Regions from separate parts of the Mus musculus genome. Here region 2 is linked to region 1. A link is a contact called in public promoter capture Hi-C data. All regions are on one chromosome and are shown on one strand. Each heading gives the region's core, a stretch centred on a gene start, on an enhancer-like site or on the middle of the called end of the contact. The rest is flanking DNA. Distances are from core to core; before and after follow the strand shown.

Region 1 (5,488 bases), core at 2,320-4,819:
GCTCCTGGCTCTTTACTATTAGTATTGTTTTCTGCAGTCTCTTTCCTTCGTGCCTCACAGGCCTTCAGGCTGAGCCTCGGCAGCTTTTTCAAGGAGGAAGAAGTGTTCTGTTCTCTGTGGGGTCGTGACCTTGGAGTCCTCGTGCGCTCACCTGATGGACTTCTGACTTGCTGATCTGCTATGACTCAGGCTCCTGACTGGCTTCCTTGTCTCTGACACACCTCACTCCAAACTGCCCACCTGCTTCCTCGTTGCCAGATCGCTTGCCTGACAGGCCAGCAGTAGCTGCTAACCTCCCAAGGGCCTCTCAGGGGTAGCTCTCTGTGGAGGTGCTGAAGGCACCCAAACTGTTTTCTAAAACTCCCTCTCGCCTCAGTCCCATCTCTTCATTAACTAAAATCTTCACCACTGCAAGCCCCCGACTAGCTTCTGCACTGCTACTGTTTCGTTATTTTGGAAAATGTAAATGAGTCAGCTTGCCTTTCTTCCCACATTTTTTTTTCATTGCTGATAAGAGAATGCAAGAAGAAAGGAAGAGATAAATGTGTGTCAGACTGACCCAACTCCTTCTGCAGGAGGAATTTACTAGCGCTCAGGATCCAAGTCGCCCGCTCCCCATTCCTGCTTGAAATCCAGAGTACCTGCTCTTGGATCTCTATGGCGCTCCCAGAGCTTGGGACTGGCTGGGAGCCATGTGATATTGATTTGTTTTCACCATGGCAACAGCAAATTAAAACAACGAGCAGAGTGAAGGCAGGCTGTTCAGCAGTAGAGCCGCATGACCAATATATTTCACAAGCATCTTTTCCTCCCTTCCGCCGGGTTTTAGCTCTCCTTTCCGCCACACTCATAGATTTCTTACAAGACGCGAAGTCAGAACTGAAACTTAGGCCAGCACAACTCTAGGAAGCCCACTGCTGGCAGAGGTTGGCCTGCCCAGCAGCTTCTAGAACATTAGGTGAGACGGATGGAGGAAACGCTAACAACCATGCCTTGACTTCCTTGGAAATTTCATTTGTGGCTTAGGCATCTTTAGAAAATTTATAAGAAACGGAGAGACTGGAGGTTTTGTATTTTGTAGCCTTATATCTAAACAGCCCAAGACATTGCCCACAATGTTTCCACACAGAGGCCCCTTCCCTTTGTACTTTACACAGTGAATTGTCCCAGGAGACAAACAACTTTTGTTACTGTTGTTTGTACAAAACAGGTCCCTAGAATTCTAGGAGAGAAAGTGTAATAAGTATTAGGTCCCTGAAGAGAAACTGAGGTAGGCACTTGCTCAAGGCCACACTAAGTAAGTGGTGCAGGAGGGCCAGCTGGTAGTAGGGACTCCAGGGAACTGCAGTGTGCTCTAGCCCAAATTCTTTCTTTAAAAGGAACCTCAATAAACACTAACCTTTCTCCAGATCCGTACAATCAAGGGTGTGCAAGAGGAGTGCCACCTGTGTCACAGGGTTAACAGCAGGGACTAGTGTATTTTATTTCCTTTGAGCCATCTGCCTTAGGACACGGTGCTGTATCTATGAAAGCAGCTGTCACCCACCAGCCAATCAACCTTGAACTTGGTAGCATAACCTGGGCCTTAGGTAAAGTTTCCAGGGGGGCTGGGAATGGGCCCCCTGGGATAGGACCCCCTGGGACGGGACCCCCTGGGATAGGCCACACAGGAAGGCTTACTGAGCCACGACACAGAGCGAGTTAGACCAGAAAGAAAGTGAAATCCGGCTCCCTGAGGCAGGCCATGGCTTTTCTCTAGCCAAGCCAGAAGCCTGCAGAAAACCTGGGCAGACAGGCAGGTAGGCAAAGTTGCCCTATTTGGCCTGTGAGGGGGGATGGATGGGCTGTGGGTTTAAATGGGAAGACATAACTCAAGTCCTGCCAACTGGGAGTTCGAATGTTCCTGGCCTGGACATAGAGAACTATTCCTTTCCACAAGCTGAATAGAAGAACACACAGCAGAAATAGTTGGGGGATGACGTCAGGAGTTCTGGGCTAGTGTCCTGCACTTCTCCTTGAAAGTAAAAACCGTGGTACGTGGCATTGCCCTTATTTAAATGAGCACTGCTCTCCCTCAGAACGGAGCAAACGAGAGGAAGAAACTTCCTCTTACATAGATGATAAAATGTCTCATTTAATTTTTGTTCCTTGTTGCTGCCTAAATATAAAAATGCCCTAATAGACATTTTCCGACTTAATCTTTGTCTTTTAAAGAGACAGTAAGGCTTTTTTGAAGAACATTAGAACATTCACGGAGGTGGCAGTTAGGCAAGTTTTTTTTCCCCCCTTCGCTTCAGTGCTTGCTAACTATTCTAAAAATGTTACACATTTATTGTAAACACATGCTTCCAAGGCCTAACAAAAAAAACACGGTTTCCTCAGCCTGGCAGAAATTTAAAACGGAAAAGGGCAGAAAGAATTCTTTAACACAGAGAAAGCCTTCCCTTCTCCTGGGCCAAGTGTGTTAAAAATAAATCTGCTTCACCCTTTCCAGCCGCTGCTTCTCGGCAAGAAAGTTGATCTGGCTGGGCATAGTGAGAGCCCAGCTTTAAAAGCTAGCCTGCTCTCATTAAATTATTCTGCTGGCTGTGTGTTCTCATTAAAAATGCATACAGATCAGATAATTGCAGTAAGCATTATTAACCCAGCCTTACTTTTGAATATAATGGTTCCACTTTTAAGCTGGAAACAAAGACAGAGGCTGCCAGGAAAAGCAATGTAAACATTGAACCACAGTGTCTAAGACTAGCCAGGAAGCTTCCTCTTCTGCCCTGGTGCTGCTTAAAATGTGCTTTTGAAACTCAATTAAAGCCATTGCCCTGTAGCACCAGGGTGGCCCCCAATTTCCAAGAAACAGACATATTTTCGTCCCAAACGTTCAGCCGATGATTATTTAAGCAGATTTTTTTTTTAAATTCTTAATTTCAAGTATGTTTTCAAAGAACAGGAAACACGTAAACTTTATTCTGTAGCCCACTCTGGCAGTAAAAAACCTCCATTATCTTAAGATAATCCTGGCCTGGATCTTTCAGATAATTAAAGATAATAATAATAAACAAATCTGTCCTTTAAATAAATAAATAAAAACCTCGGTTTTTTTTTTTTTTTTTTAATGCCTCACCCTAAACGGGCGGCGTAGATTCCAGCTTTGCCGTTTCTTGTTCTCAAATCCAAACGTTACGTAAAACTCCAGGGTTTCCTGCGAGTATTCCGTTCGAATTAGTGGAATCGGTCTCCCTGGCTTCCCTAAGCACACACATGGAATGCAGCATACTGCAGCAAACTCTTTAAACATTAAAAAAAAATTGGGGAGGGGGGGTTGTTTCTCCTACCTTGTTTAGCTCTGCTCGTCTTCCCCATGTACAGTAACCCCAAGAACATCTGGCAGGACCGAGTGGCCGTGGCTTCTCCACCGCATCATGAGGAAGGGGGGTCCATGCAAATAGTTCTCCGTCCCTGTTTATTGTACTCTGCGAGCCGCCGGCCGTGGCTGGAAAATTTTACCTTCAGATGATGAAGCAAAGACAGTCTAAACTCTGTTGCTGTGAGCTGCAGCCCTTCCTTCCCACAGGCCCCGCCCAGGCTCAGCCCACCAATCCCCGGCCAGCTCGTCAGCCCTCCTCGTCTGAAACTGGTCCTCATAGGATGACTGACACAGCAACACAGCGCTGGCAGGCTCTGAAAACAGTGCGTCCATACTGATGGAAAAGGGATCTCCCTCTCCGAGGAAAGCAGTCATAGCTCCGAGACAAAGTGGCACATAATTGGCAGAGCACAGAGAGGGGTAGCTCAGACAAATACGCTTCGAGACACCCAGCCCGTAGCTGGGAGTTGCATCATAAACACTCCGGGAATCACGAAACTCCTAAGATGGCCAAGAAATCCAATTGGATCCCAAACTAAAGTCTTAGGGCGTTTGAGGAAGCATACTGACATAGATGTACACATTCGTTTGTGAGACAATTCAGTGTTTTTCATGCAAAGTGATACCTTACGAAACATTTGCAGGCAATTTCCATGACGGAGGGAGGCTATAGCCAAGTTGGATTGCACACTGAAGACCAGACCATGCTTGAAGCCCCAGCACACAGCTTTTCTAGAGAGCTGTCATTTCAGTGGCTACTTACTGGAACCCATATATTTTCCATCTAAGTTTCCAGAGCACTAGAGACTTCAATTAGGGGATGCCGAAGGACAGAACTGATATCTCTACATTAAGCTTTGAGGCTCTTGGCTGGCACCCACTGGGGGATTAACTGTGTCTTAACCTTCTTAGATGCCATTTGATAAATGCTCATACGTTGCCCATCCTGTCTTTAGTGCCGCAATGACTGCTGGAGGGCGTTTACTGCTGAATACACATGGCACTGACCTAAGGGACATCCTCCATTTTCAATCTACAAAGGTTGACCCACAGATGCCAGAGGTTCCCTAAGATAAAGCAAGAAAAAAAAGAACGGAAAGGGTTATTTTTTTCTTCTTCTCAGTCAACAGCATTTCTGCATGCTTTGAAAACAAAAACAAAAACATATGGCATTTAGAAAACACAATAAGCACACATTTTCCTTCCACAAAACACAACATTTTGCATCTTAAAAATTAAGTATGAAGGTCCCGTGACTAACTACAGGCAAGAACAAAGATCCTATTCATCTGAAAGATTGAGCCTCTCTCTCTCTCTCTCTCTCTCTCTCTCTCTCTCTCTCTCTCTCTCTCTCTCTCTCTCTCTGCAACTGTTTAACGAATGCATCTGGAATGGAGTAACAGGGCAGAATGTAATGGTTTTGGTATTTTTAGATTTTGGAATTGTGTTCTTAAAACACATCATTTCTTGTGACTTGTGGACTAATTTTCTTCAATAGAATATCTTATTTTACTCCTCTTCACTTTAATCTCTAATATTGATTTTCATTTCTAGTCAATATTATCTTTGATAGGCTTTGGTTAAGTCTGTTGTTTTGTTTTGTTTTTCCTGGAAAGTTAAATTAGCTACATTTAAACAAGTGGAAATCTTTTTAAACTGTTAATACACCTATGCACACATACCTGAGTGTTGATCTCAAACTTACCTTCTTCCCCAGCTCCTCCTGCTTTTGACACGAAATCCCCATTTTTTACAATCTTATTACTTAGACTTTAGTCTCTGTCAAGCCCATTTCTCACCCAGAGACATTAAGCCTCTTAGTGTTCTCCTCCCAGCTCGGCCAGAGCCCTGACCTATTCCCTGTATGGTACAAAAGCTAATTGATAGCCTCTGGTCCTCAAGGCACGTCGGTTCTGGTCTTCCCTGTTGCCAGACAGGTTTTTCTGAAGTCATGTAAAGTCATGTTCCTTTTACACTCAAACCTGTCCCTCCATAAAATCCAAATTACAGACTTTCAAGGTCCTGCTAAATGTGGCCCCTGCCTTTATAGTCCACTTTAAGTCTGCCATTTTCCTAAATGAAGCTCCCTGCTCTCTACCCCATGTTCGCTTCCCCTCCTTACAC
Region 2 (5,366 bases), core at 2,140-4,639, 970 kb before region 1:
TATCATTTTCATTTAGAATACATTCATAATTCTCTCCTGGCCCATAGGAGGCTGAGCTCAGAGGCTCAGGACAGGCTCTTCATCAGAGGAGACAAAACGGCCTGAGAGGGAGCGGGCACAGCTTCCTGCCTCTCATCCCCTCTGAGGGCTGGCACAAGCTCCCTGCTAATGATCTGCTTCTTCAGCGTAGGCCAAAGCTGTGTAAACAGACTCACCCAGTTCTGGGAAGAGAGAGTGAGAAAAAAATCCAATCTATTTCTCAGATAATTAAAATGGCATTTCACATACTTCTGAACCTGTCCTGTTTTGTAAAGTAGTCAGTAAGTTGATTAGTGTCTAATTTTTAACTTGATAGGTATTTCGTGTGGGTTCTTTCCTGTAAAAAGAGAAGCAGAAAACCTGACAATTAAAAAAAAAAAAGAAACTTGTTATTTGATAAATTATTAAAATGAGAACATTGATGGCGCTGATTAACTCCTACTTTCAAAACTTCTTTACTATTCTCCGAATAAACTTACGTCTTTTGCAAGTTTTTAGATGCTACAATCCTATCTTTTGTTACCTGGTTCTAAAATATAGATTTTTTTTTTTTTTTTACCTACATACTCAGAATGTGTTAGTTCTAGAGGCATACATAGGAAAGACAGAAGAAACACAGGGCTCTTTTTAAACTCACGACTTCCCACTAAGAAAGAAGACAATGAAATTTCGAATGAGATCATCTATTCTGAGCATTCACCACCCAAGAAAATCCCCACCACACTGAATCAGAGGTGGGTCCCTGGCCATCGGACTCTATGACAACAGCTGGCTGGAATGGCAAGGTTCCCACATGGAAGAGTGAGGTCACAGTTTACCAGTGTTAGAGATGGTGTCCTCTTCCTGATACCTTAGGTGGCTGGGGGCAAGTTACATGCGTTCCTCAGAACCAGCATCCTTTAAGGCGAGCTCAACAACAGCTAAGCTTCCACTTCACACTTCATCACCAAGCCATTCAGACAAGCAACAGTGATGTCGGACTTGCAGACAGGCGACAGACAGACAGACAGACAGACAGACAGAGGGGGTGTCACTTAGGGTCAAATGGCAGAGAGCATACAAGGCTGCTCTTACTTCTAGGGCAAAGGTAAAGGAGAATCCTGCTTTGAAGATGGCGGAGGACTTGTGAACTTGGTGTCACTGAGGAACGTGGAGTCTAGTATACCATCTTGTAGGAAGGACAAAGCTTCAGCCATCGGTGGGAAAGAACAGTTACATCAAACAGGTTTTTGGTTTGTTAACAGCAAGATTCCCGTTAGGACAAGGTTTAGGAAAGCCTCTGGAGTTTAGAGTAACACAAGATATTAATACCATGCAAACATTTGACATGAGTTTGGTCTTCCATGCTCGCCACCAAACTCATGGCTATCAGAGAAGACAGAGAGCATCCTGGGTGACAGGAGTCCATGCTGTGCGGAGGCTCCACACGGAAGCACAGGCAGAAGTGAAAGCAGGGCGCATCTGAGGAGCACACATTGTGGGTGCCCACCCAGGGGACAAAGAGCTTGTCTGATGGAGATGCTACGCCCCACTCCCTCCCACCAAAGCCAATCAGCATCAGGTGTTTCACTCCCACTGGGAATAGCAAAGCCCAGCCTGTGGACGGCTGGCTGTGTGAGCTCCCAACGTAAGCTGCTGTCTCAGATGCGCTCTGTTCCACCTACATCTGCCCCCCTTTAAAGTGAACTTGCTCTCCTCCAAGGGCTTGCCCCACCCCATAGCACCTTATACGGTGCAGGGCCTTGAGAGAAGATGAGGCCACAAAAGCCAAGTGTACACTTCTCCCGGCGCCTGGGTGGCCATGATTCGGTCTGTCAAAGTGCCGCTGGGTGAGCGACTGCTGTGTTCTACAAAGGGTATTCCAGGTACAAATTGGTATTTAGGCAAGGTTTTGGGTTGAAAAGACATCAAACAGCGTTCCAACAGTGCAGGGGACAGAAGGTATGCCATGCTCCAAGGATCAAGACAGAATGTTCAAAACAGAGCGTCTTCTCCCAGGTAGGTACATGCTGACAAAACGGTATACAGTGGAACAATGGAAAGAATGTTTCTTAAATTTATTAAACAAATGACAGAAATGAGAATGAAGTCCCCAGCCTTTTCTACTTGAGAATTAATTCAGTGCATCAGAAAATTTTAATACAACACATTATTACCTCAAGGATTAAATGCACACACAGAGAGAACAGGAGGAAATTGTGTTAAAAACATGGGCTGGGCTGGTGAGATTCGGTTAGTGAGGTTTGCAGCAATTTTCCAAGGCAGGAAGAGGTGAGAGCAAGGGGTTGATGACCCTTCAAGCCCTCTAGATGCTCCTGGAGAGAGCGGGCATTCTTGGTAACTGAAGAGCTAAGTGTGGTCTTTCTGTAGCATTGCAGGCAGAGGGTCAAGGTCTTGCTTCTCACACTGGAAGCCAGGGGAAAGGGAGCTGGGGGTGCAGCTGCGTGAGACAGACGCTCATCACCAGGGATGACAGACCGGCCAGAACCCTGCATGCCCCATTCCCACCTCCAGACTCTGTAAGGGCCTTTGTCTTCTGCCATTTCCCACCACTGTTGAATATTCTGAACCAGCCCAGGGGGCTGCAGTGCTGCCTGGCACCAGTGCACACAGGCGCAGCACCAACCTTTGCTTTGCTGACGTGACCTTTCGAACTCTATCCCAACCACTATAGGGGCAGGTTTTCCATACCAACAACTGTCATCTGGAGACATCGCAGAGCAGCTAACCTGGCCCAGAGTCCTTAGGAAGAAGGACAGGTGCTGCCTTGCATGCGAAGCTGCCATCTAATACCAGAGCCACAAACATGCAGGGGAGCCCCCTTCCGGGCTGTGCCCAGTGGCCATCATGGGCTCAACAGAGTCACCCAAGAAAACCTCAATGGAGAACCAAGCAAAGCCAAGGCTGTGTGGAGAGCTCTCTCTCTCTCTCTCTCTCTCTCTCTCTCTCTCTCTCTCTGAGAGTTTTAAGCGCTTCCCTAGCTTCTTTCTGGTCGGGCATTCCATTGTTTTCTTGGAGAGCAACACGTCTCTGGGTGAGAGGTTTCTGAGAGTGCTACGCTCTTCACTTCATGAAGACCTTTTTCCAACAGACCTACCCCTTTCCTTGTCCCTGCCACAGCCGGTTAACATAAACCCACACTTTCAACTCTGCTCCCAGGAGACATACTCGGAAGTATGTATCTAGGCTACTAAAAGGGAGAACCACACAGCTTTCTGTCCAATTGGTGGCAACCAGACCACGTGGATCTTTGATTTAAGCTGACTCCACATCTGAATCATTATGGAATTTTTTTTTAAATGCTTTTCATTAGTACCTCTTTCGTAAAAAAAAAAAAAAAAAAAAAAAAAATGATATTAAGAGGCATGCTAATTTTGGCCTGAATGCCAGGCCTTTGTGTTAACACCCAGTACCTGGTGCCTCCAGTGAGTTCATTTCCTGTTTTAAGTTTCAGCTCATCACATGGGAAAGGGGTGGATTAAACCAAAGGAAAAAGCAGTGCCAATCAGTTCTTTGGCCCCACCCCCTTTTAAAATCTTGTTCCCAACACAGGCTTTCCCTCCTGTGTGTTTGTTTGGCCAGCATGAAGCTACAGTCTGTTCCTTGCGTTTAAAGAAACTCTTGCACTTCATTGCAGAATTCAGCGACAGCAGAACAGACCTGAGCCGTGCAATGTGATGGAGGGAAACCTTGGAGGAACACGGAGGAGCAATGGGTTCGGATGGGAGAGAGGAGCAGGAAACAGCTTGCCATGGGAGTTATAACCACAGTGGCTATGGAAATTCTAGCTAAACCCACGTAAAGGGCTCAGGCAAAGCCAAGCGATCAAGACAGAGGCACACAGAGTCAAACCAAGCCTGACTGACTAACTGCAGGCTGGGTCCACCTGTACCTCTGAGGCTCATTCAATAAGGGCTGCGCCTGTGGCAAGCACAGCGCTGCTCAGAGAGGGCAGAAAGCACTGTACGGGGAGAAAGCAGACTGAACTCCTGTGGTCAGGGACTCTAGATAAAAAGGGAAAAAGGGGACAAAACGAACCTCTAAGCACATTTACCATCAATTCACCAATGTTAAAAATGTTTCCTATCTGAATTTTAATCCTCCTTTTACAAAAAGCTTGGCAACGTACAACCAGGGAGACTTCTGAGGTCAACTCCCCCCAACTCCCCCCCCCCCCCCAAGACTCAGCAGGCCAGGGGCTGACTCTGCATCTAGGTTCTTCAGGCCTGGACTTTTTTTTTTTTTTTTTTCATTACTTGGTTTAAATCTTCAAAGATGTTCTTGAGGAGAAAAAAGTCTTACTACTCAGATTTTAAGCGCAGGGCCAAAGAGCGGGGGTGGGGTGGGTGGGGAGGGGGATGGCCGTGTAAGAAATTCCTGAATATGAATCACACATATAAGAAAGAATCTGGCCCAAAAGCTTCCTCTAATTAAATGCCTATCTAATAAAATACCATCGATGGCATCCAGATGACTGTTTCAGGGGCTGAGGCCGTTCACATTGGGCTCTGGAACTCATTAAGTGCATTTCTTCACGCTAAAGGAATTTCATGCCTTTTCAGTTTGCTCTTAACAAGGATCCACATGGGGAACCACTAGATATATTTCAAAATAAAATCTAACATAACATCACAATGTAAGGGGTCCTAGAGCATCCGCGAGGAGCTTTAAACTCTGAGTTTCTCTGTCTCCCACCCTTGGCCGTGAGATACTGTTTGCAGAGCAGCAGCGAGTAGGCAAGGCTCAAAGGCCCAGGCTCCTTCAGTCCAGAGGCCCGAAGCATGTATGCTGCAGTGGATAGACTGAGGTCTCAGGAAGCCCTCTGGTCTCTGCTTTGCGTTTTTGACAGCCAACTGTGACACTGGCCTTCCTCACCTCAGTTCAACGTCACACAAATATAGGTCCTTTCTAAGTCCCAGATGGAGACTGTGGGCTTTGGAAGCCTTGGAGCCTGAGGTCACAAGGTCAGAGAATGGGGAGTTCTGGGAAGGCTTGGTGCTTTCTGAGCTTTGCATAGGGACATCGGGGACAATTTGTCACCTCAGCAACCCTGCTACACTCGGCTCACTGCAGGCACGCACGTTCTCTGACTAACTTCTGAAATCTTCTAGAGCAGAGGATAAGCCCCTGTAAGGACAGTTAGTGACTACTCTCAGATGACGGGATGTTGGATTTCGGAACAAACCTGCCCCCAATTCTTTTAGGCACTATTAATTTGCTGGGACTGTTGCTTTCTTAAATACTAGCTAAGAAGCGGAAGATAAATTGGCTTTGCTGGCACAGAACCAATCAGGAGAAAACTGTGCTACAATACAAGGGGAAAGAGG

Evidence for each region. Promoter capture Hi-C pulls out the DNA fragments that hold promoters and counts their contacts.
Region 2: a contact with region 1 is called in a promoter capture Hi-C map of liver, with 4 times the contacts expected there. The contact joins the promoter of B930095G15Rik here to the promoter of Mbnl2 in region 1. A contact is called at or near these places in 4 of 39 promoter capture datasets (cranial neural crest, liver and pre-B cells), 2 of 115 datasets of contacts at active chromatin or transcription factors (differentiating embryonic stem cells and pancreatic cancer cells) and 1 of 9 other capture datasets (embryonic stem cells).

The regions. Positions count from the first base shown.
Region 1 is chr14:120,273,750-120,279,237 of GRCm38.p6, reverse strand. It overlaps Mbnl2 (muscleblind like splicing factor 2), which reads right to left and starts at 3,569. Exons shown (of 8, transcript NM_207515.2): 1 at 3,333-3,569. All of the region lies in intron 2 of Gm52122 (a long non-coding RNA gene), which reads left to right.
Region 2 is chr14:121,246,729-121,252,094 of GRCm38.p6, reverse strand. It overlaps B930095G15Rik (RIKEN cDNA B930095G15 gene), which reads right to left and starts at 3,389. Exons shown (of 1, transcript NR_155502.1): 1 at 1-3,389. All of the region lies in intron 13 of Farp1 (FERM, RhoGEF (Arhgef) and pleckstrin domain protein 1 (chondrocyte-derived)), which reads right to left.